2 separate regions of the Mus musculus genome follow, and region 2 is linked to region 1. A link is a contact called in public HiChIP or PLAC-seq data. All regions are on one chromosome and are shown on one strand. Each heading gives the region's core, a stretch centred on a gene start, on an enhancer-like site or on the middle of the called end of the contact. The rest is flanking DNA. Distances are from core to core; before and after follow the strand shown. Region 1 overlaps Ubtd1 (ubiquitin domain containing 1). Region 2 holds the start of 4933411K16Rik (RIKEN cDNA 4933411K16 gene).

Region 1 (3,919 bases), core at 585-3,084:
CAAGGGCTCTTCAACTGAGTTACATGTCTGTCTTCTCCTAGGTCTTCTGTAGAGGTTTTTATCTCCTTGTCCTGTTTCTTGTCTGCCTCTCTTTTTTCTTCTGATGAAGCATCCCTGAGCTAACAGGCCCCTCTAGCTGCCTTAGCATCTCTTGTCTGCCTACCTAAAGGATCTAGAGACCTTGGGATTCAGCTTCCTTGACACATCGTACTTCCAGGTACTGCTTCCCTCCTGGTTCCTCTGCCACTGACATCTCATTTCAGAGCATCTGTTTGTGCTGGGCACTTTAGCATCAGAGCCTCAGTCAGACACACTGCACTCAGCCTGCTGGCCCAGACCGCCTTGACCCTCAAGGACAGGCCTGACGGTGGCAAGACAAGGAATGAGAGGATGACACTTGGGAACAATAAAAGGAAACGGTCATTTCTGGAATCCCATGCAGGCACAGGCATGTTCTGTGCTTTCTCTAACACCGACAAGCTTTTGCCCAGCTATTGGCTGTTGGCATCTTTATTTACCTATCAGAAGTAACTTGGGGCAGGGTCACTCAGCATCTTACCTGTAGACTCTCTCATTTCTGGGGCAACCAGTCTTAGGGGCCCAATATTAACATTAAAATATAAATAACATTAGGCCAACTCACTATATTTTAGGGTGTTTTTAGAAATGTGTCTATGTCTATGAGTGTGTACTGCGTGTGTGTGTGTGTGTGTGTGTCTGTGTGTGTCTGTGTGTGTGTGTGTGTGTCTGTGTGTGTGTCTGTGTGTGTGTGCGTGTGCGTGTGTGTGTGTGTACCTGTAGAGGCCAGTGTGTGTGTGTCTGTGTGTCTGTGTGTCTGTGTGTACCTGTAGAGGCCAGAAGAGTGCATTGGATTCCTTGGAGCTGGGGTTCCAGAAGCTGCCTGACTTGCTGCTGGGTCTTCAGGAAGAGGTGGCCTGCACTCTTTAACCACCGAGCCGTCTCTCCAGCCTCTGCCTTACAGGCATTGGAAAGTTGTGGAAGGGAATGTTTTTGAGCAAATGAGTGAGATATCACTAAAGTAAGGAAGATGGGTTAGAACAAGAAGAGAGCCTCTTATTTGGCCCAGCTTATCTGCAAAGCTACTTAGCCCCACTTAGTTCCTTAGCCTCAGGTCCTGTTGCTGTAGCGTGACCTGTTCCTGGAAGCCATCCTTTCATTCGGAACCTAAGAAAGGTGCTTCCTGAGTCTTTTGTCCTAACAGTGGAGGGAACAGGAGCTGCCCTCTGACCCCTGTTGGACCTGAACACTACTGCACTTGTGGGCACTACTGGTAGAATGGAAATTCAGAGGTCTTTCTGGAAAGCAGTTTGGCAAAAGGACCAAGAGCCCTAAAAATATCCTGCCTCTTTGACCTAGAAATTCCCCAGTGAGGATTTTATCACAGGGACCAAGCTGAAATGTGCCCAAAGCTTTATGTGCGAAGACTTTCATCACAGTGTAGGAAATTAGAAACATGCTGGGGAGAACTTAGTGGTTGGGTATGTGCCTGCCCTTGGTAAGAGCTCCAGCCTTGGTTTTAGAAACAGAGTTACCTAATATGCAATTCAAGCCCCTCCCAGATCCAGTCCCTCCATCTCCATCTCCATCTCCATGCAGACTGCCTGCTGCAGAGACCTCAGTACACTGCTAGGCCAGACAGGTTCCTTGTCCATCACAGCAGCTCAGAACCCTGACAATCATACCCTCTACTGGGGCCCAGACTGAGAGATGGGAGCACGTCCTCTTCTGCTTTACCTCCTCTAAGGCCATCCATCTCTGTTCTCTGCGCTTGTAACTTGATCTTTCACTGTCCTTTTGTGTTTGTCTCCCTGACTGGCTCTGACCTTGAAAGTGTTTTACTCTGTCCACAGTCACAGGCCTAGGGCTTCGTGCGTGTTGTGACTGAGTGGATGGATGGATGAATGAGTCGAGGATTCTGTCTGGCTTTGAAGAATCACATTTGGTATAGTGCCTAGCACGTAGCGTGGTGAGCACCGAGTAATTGCTTCCTGAGTGAGTCTGGAATAAAGACAGCAGGACTTTTTATTTTATTTAGATTTCACGTGCTTCCTGAGTCACTAGCAGGCACAACCAAGCATTTGGGCATCTGGATTTGCATTGAGCCGCCATAGGTGAATATGACTAGCAGCAGGCGGTTGGGAGTCACTGAGCTGGGGGCTGGCTTCAGAGTGAGGCTGTTACAACACCACAAGCTTCAGTTATGCACACTGTGTGATCCCAGTGAACTGAGAAGAAAAAGAAAATACCTCAGTGTGGTTTTGCTAGTTATTTTTAGGCAATAGAATACAGGTGACTTACATTTTTCTCTTTTTATGTTTCTCTTAGGTAATTTCTCTATGTGTGGCGTATGTCATTTTAAAAAAATTTCTAAAAAATGAGGAAGGTGTTTGGGTGAGGGCTCCTATTTAGTACTGCAGGGGCTGGACTATGTTTCTGCAACTTGTGCCGGTTCTGGGGCTGGTCCCAGGCATATATAACCTAGCCTACAAGCTGATCCTCTGATAAATCAAGTAATTGCCTCATGATCTGAGAAGAATAGAGATAGCTCCTAGGTTGAGAGCAGATTGCCTGTGGCTTGAGGGTCCAAAAGGAAGAAAGGGGCACGAGTGCTGTGACAGACCCTGGGGTGAAGGGGTTTTCCTTAAAAATTTGCCAGTGATGGGGCTGGAGAGATGGCCCACCAGTTAAGTGCATTGGCTGCTCTTATACAGGGTCGAGGTTTGATCCCAACATCCACCTGGTGGCTCACAACCATCTGTAACTCCAATTTGATGGCCACAGGCATCAGACACATACATGATGCACACATACATACGTTCAGGCAAAACACCAGTATACAGAAACATAAAGGAAAAAAAAAGACCTAAATAATTCACCAGTGAAAAAGCCTTCACTGAGGCTGGCCTGGAGTACATTGTTGGGGGAACCTAGGGCTACATGTGAGCCTAGACAGCAGAGATTGTGACACTGGGGTCTAGGTAGTTGGCTGGCTTAGCAGGCAGTTTGAAGGTCAGCCGAGTGGGACGCCATTATTAGAAAGGTAAGACAGCTGAGAGAGACTGACTGGCTTGCAGAAAGCCACCACCTGGGGGGAGCCAAGGTGTTCTCATCTTTGCTTCAGAGCAAACCAAGCAGGTGAAGCTGTCTGCTGTGGGGATGTGCTGGCTTGTTTTGTTATCTAATGCCACCCAGCTCAGAGTCTCTTCTGCATTCTCCCCTAATGTGTTTGTGTTCTCTCTTTTAAAGTCCGGCTCATCTTTGCTCTTGCCTCCTTCTCCAGCTTTCTGCCCTTGCTTTTGGAGGGGCAAGATGGAGCCTTGCACATCTTTGAGGTCTTCATGTGACCATGTCGTTCCATGGTTAGGTTAGAGTTCACTGAGGGAGGCGTGCTTTGCATTTATCCACTTTCCCAGCTGGAAATGTCAAGGCTCAGTGCAGCCCTCTCTGGCTTTGTGACTGGTGCCTGCCCTGTGCTTCCCTGGGTCACCAAGGCGACGAAATGTTCACTTGCAAGCAAATAGCATCCCTGGTCAGGGCTGCCAGCCTTAGCTTTCCTTGCCTTCTAGCTGAGCTGAAACCAAGAGGATGCCTTTCCCACTGCTCTGAGATGTGCCCACAGGGCTCTCAGTCTTTGGTGGCAATACTGAAAACAGATAGCTAGCTCCTGCTGCCTGGCATTGTTGGCACTGCCTCCTCCTCCTCCTCCTCTTCACCTCACTCTGGAGCCTATCTAGCATCTATGGCAGGGAGTAGGTTTGGGACAGGTGCTCTTCTAGTGTACAAATAGCAGCTACAACCTGTCTGCAGGGGCACCATCTTCTTGGGCTGCTTCCTCCTGGGGGCCTCTTTTTTCTCCTGGGTTTGATAAAGAGGCTCCGGTCTTCTAAGCTACCCCAAC
Region 2 (3,919 bases), core at 738-3,237, 43 kb after region 1:
AGGCCATCTGTCTGAGGAGGAGAGAGAGGAGAGACATGGAAAAGGTTGGAGGGGAGAAATAGAAGAGGAAAGTGATGTAATTATATTTTTATTTAAGTTTTTTATTAAAAATAAAACTTTTAGCACATTATAACCAAAGGCCAGCAGGAAGAGTTGACCAGGAGGGCCAGTGGCCCTGGACTTACACCTGTCAATAGTCTCACAGGTGGACTTTGAGTTGTTATTTCCAGTGAGGTCAGTGGACAATCACAGGGCTATTTCAGCAAGGCTGGAGAGGTAAGGTCCCCAAAGCTTCTAGCTGTGCCTTATTCCTTCCCCACATAGAATCGACCAGAGTTTCTTCTCAAAGAGAAAACATTTTTGTGTATATAAAAAGCATTACTTCTTTAAAGGAAATGTTTCAAATAACATTTTTTTTGAGGCAGGTAAGAGGTTGGAACTCACTTTGTAGACTCAGCTGACTTGAACCCACAGAGATCTGTCTACCCTTGCCTTCTGAGCGCTGGGATTAAAGGTTGTGTGCCACCATGACTGGCAACAACTTTTAAAGACTATTTCCTTTTTAAGTGTGTCTAGGTGTGTGTCTGCATGTGGGCGTGGGCATGTGAATACAGGCACCAGATAAGGCCAGAGGTGTTAGATCCACTGGAACTGGAGTTACAGAGGACTGAGCTGCTGGACGAGTACTGGAAACCAAACTCAGGGCCTCTAGAAGAATAGCAAGTGCTCTGGACCTAGCTTTCCAGCCTCTCAGATACCACAACTTTTTTTTTTTTTCCAGCCAGGGGGTAGTGCAGAGTTAGGTGGATATGAGTTTGAGGCTAGCCTGGTCTACAGAGTTAGTTCCAGGACAACCAAGGTCACATAGAGAACCCTATCTAGAAAAACAACAAAAAATATATTTATGTTCATGAGCTCTCTGCATGTCAGAAGATGACATCAGATCCCATATTAGATAAATTGTGAGCTGCCATGTAGTTGCTGGGAATTGAACTTAAGACCTCTGTAAGTGTTCTTAACTGTCTAGTATTTTTTTTTTTCTAGCTACAAACAACACAGCTTCTCCAATGCCAACATTTGGCATTTTTTTCTTTCTTTCTCTCAGATAAATAAACTGTAGCTGTTTTCAGACACACCAGAAGAGGGCATCCGAACTCATTACAGATGGTTGTGAGGCACCATGTGGTTGCTGGGATTTGAACTCAGGACCTTCAGAATAGCAGTCCGTGCTCTTAACCGCTGAGCCATCTCTCCAGCCCCCATTTGGCATTCTCTAAGTGTGCTACTTGCCTTGAGGGAAACAGTAGCACAGGCCTGCTTCTAGCCCCATATACATAGGAGTTACTCAAGATTGAGCAGGCTAGCCAGGCTCAAAACTTTGTCATGTTTATCAGGGGGCAAATTCTGTATCTGCTGGCTATTATTCAGGCAAGATGTAGCTTAATTACCCTGGGATGGCCCTGCAGTCAGTCCTACCTGCTCTGCTTTCTCAGCCTATTCTTTGTTCTCAATTGTGACCTCACATTGTTCCATATGAGCCCCTTCCCGGACCCTTTCCCTTCTGGACTCTTCCCTGTAATAGAGCTAGGGATATTGTGCTGACAGCAGAGATGGGTCGTGGGTATTGAGTACAACACTTATTGACCAGGGATGGATATCAGTCTAATTGAGTGGTCCCAGTTTTTCATGGCCAAACTGACTCAGTATCCTCTATCCTGTGGCGGCCACTAGATCAGGAACAGGAACAAGGGAAACCGAAGACTGGAAATTAAGCAGAACAGAAGAGCAGAGAGCCTTGGAAGTGGGAGGCAGAAGAGTTAAATGATGCTATCTTTCTTTCTATGGAGAAAAGGAGACAAGACCTGATCCTTACAGGAAGCTTGCCAGACTAGGTCTGAGTGATGAGGTGGCCTTGCCTCACCCCACCCCCAGCTGCCTTCCTCACAATGGGGCTCATTGCTGAGGTGTCAGAGGGCATCCTAGGGAGGGCGAGGCAGGGGCCTGCTTGCCAGATACCTGCAGGGCTCCGGTCCCTTCAAGCATGAACCTTACCATCTGGGCTCCAGCACTCCCACTGTGCTCTTAGTTCTCTGTGAGGCCTAGGGCCCTGGAGGACTTCTTGGGGTTCCTCCAGCAACCATCATGCAGGGTGGTGCTGGGGACCGCTCTCTTGCTCGGAGGTGGAGGCCTCATGCTGTGGGCTCACAGGAAGAAAAGGAAGGCAGCCACTGAGACTACAGAAGACAAGCCTCTGGAATCCCACCGAGCAAATGACAGCTGGATCAAATCTCACTTCAGCCGCCTATCCGAGGAGAGGTTGCCCACCTACCGCTATGTCAGCAACAATGGCCACTCACCTGAAAGCAGGCATGGGGAAGTCAATACCACCCTCCACGTGGATACCCTCACCACCAAACACGGAGAAAGGGGCGCGGCTCTGCACCGAGATTCGTTTGCCAGCAAACAGAAGATATCTGGAAGCTCAATGACCAAAGAGATGCAGAGGGAGTCAGGGAAGTCCCCGTCCATGGAGGATGACACCTGGGCTGCTGTGGCAGCTTGTACGAAGGAGATTGATGCCAAGGGGCATCGCGTGGCTAACTCCATGCTGCAGCGCTCCACAACTCACCGTCGTAAAGGCCATGCAGAATCCAGGAACATCAGCCCAGAAGAGCTGAAGGCTCTGGAGGAGGTGGAGATAAAACTGAAAGGGAATTTCCTAACTCACCATGAAACTGGAGTAGCTGGGGCCAACCAATCGCACACAGTCTATAGCCAGAGTCGCCATAGTAACCAAAGCCACCATTCCTATCCAAGCCACCAGAGCAACCAGAGTCATCCCGTTTACTCCAGCTACCAGGGTCATCATCCAAGTCACTTGAGCCCCCAGAGTTATCCAAGTTACTCAAGTCACCAGAGTCATCCGGGCCACTCCAACCACCAGGGTCATTCAGGCCTCTCAAGCCACCAGACTCATCTGGGCCACTCCAACCACCAGGGTCATCCAGGTCACTCGAGTCACCAGAGTCACCAGGGTCAGCCAGGTCACCCAAGCCACCAGAGCCATAATCTGCCCAACCGCAGAAACCCAATCTATGGCTCTTGAAACCATGTGTCCCTGCCCCCCACAGGGCTGGCTCTCATACATAGGCCTGTTTTCTCTTCTATGGGGAAACCTACGCGGTCAGGGTAAGAGACTGCCAACCAAATTCCTGCTGCTTCTGGCCCCAGCAGAGGTCATGAGGGAAGGAGGAAAGGACGCAGCTTCAACAGCCCAAAGGCCCTGATGACCCACGAGAGAAGACAGGAGGCAGATTACAGGAGCAACCACAAGCCCCACACTGACTCCACATGCCTGAATGGAGCCAATAAAGCCCTGCACACCCTCACTCTGTGTCCAGGGGCTCTGTAGTCAACTGACATCTGGGCAGGGTTGGAAGAGAGGGTATGTCCCCAGCAGTGCTGCAAGTGGGCCTTGTCTGGGGCCCTTTCCATTGCATCAGACTTAGCATCAGAACAGCCTCCCCTGGTCTGGGTTAGGGTACTGCCAGAGACCCCAATCCAATCTGCCTACTGTTGCCAAGAAGTAGGATATAGCCAGATGCTTGGGAAGAGGAACCAGGGACAGGCTTTCAGACAGGTGGGACTTTAGGCCCCATCCTCTTGGTGCCATCTCAAGTTTCTAGAGTCCACAGAGATCCATGTGTCCACAGCTGGAAAGCTGTATGAGACATAGCTGGGTCATGTCGCCATTGCTTGACTTGTGACTGTGGCTACTATAGATGCTGCCAATATTAAGACTACTTACGGTTACCACTCACGATTTTGTTTTTGAAACTGTGTGGCTCAGTCTGTCTTGGAACTCATTGTGTAAACCAGGCCGGTCTTGAATTCACAAAGATATGCCTGGCTCTGCCTC

The links. HiChIP or PLAC-seq counts read pairs in DNA pulled down with a chosen protein or histone mark.
Region 2: a contact with region 1 is called in an H3K27ac HiChIP or PLAC-seq map of embryonic stem cells, with 7 read pairs. The contact joins the promoter of 4933411K16Rik here to the enhancer-like site in region 1. A contact is called at or near these places in 2 of 39 promoter capture datasets (cranial neural crest and pre-B cells), 1 of 15 datasets of contacts at CTCF or cohesin (the NIH/3T3 cell line), 1 of 115 datasets of contacts at active chromatin or transcription factors (embryonic stem cells) and 3 of 9 other capture datasets (adipose tissue, liver and pancreatic islet).

Annotation. Positions count from the first base shown.
Region 1 is chr19:42,007,162-42,011,080 of GRCm38.p6, forward strand. All of the region lies in intron 1 of Ubtd1 (ubiquitin domain containing 1), which reads left to right. Among named protein-coding and RNA genes, the nearest start is that of Ankrd2, 27 kb to the right of the region's middle. Within about 2 kb of position 1,835, at least 57 of the 459 cell types and tissues checked have an H3K27ac peak or open chromatin away from gene starts, as enhancers often do. A contact at or near this core is called in the NIH/3T3 cell line and embryonic stem cells, where this site is marked.
Region 2 is chr19:42,050,241-42,054,159 of GRCm38.p6, forward strand. 4933411K16Rik (RIKEN cDNA 4933411K16 gene) reads left to right here and starts at 1,988. Exons shown (of 1, transcript NM_025752.2): 1 at 1,988-3,388. The coding sequence starts at 2,192. The coding sequence ends at 3,106. All of the region lies in intron 1 of Hoga1 (4-hydroxy-2-oxoglutarate aldolase 1), which reads left to right.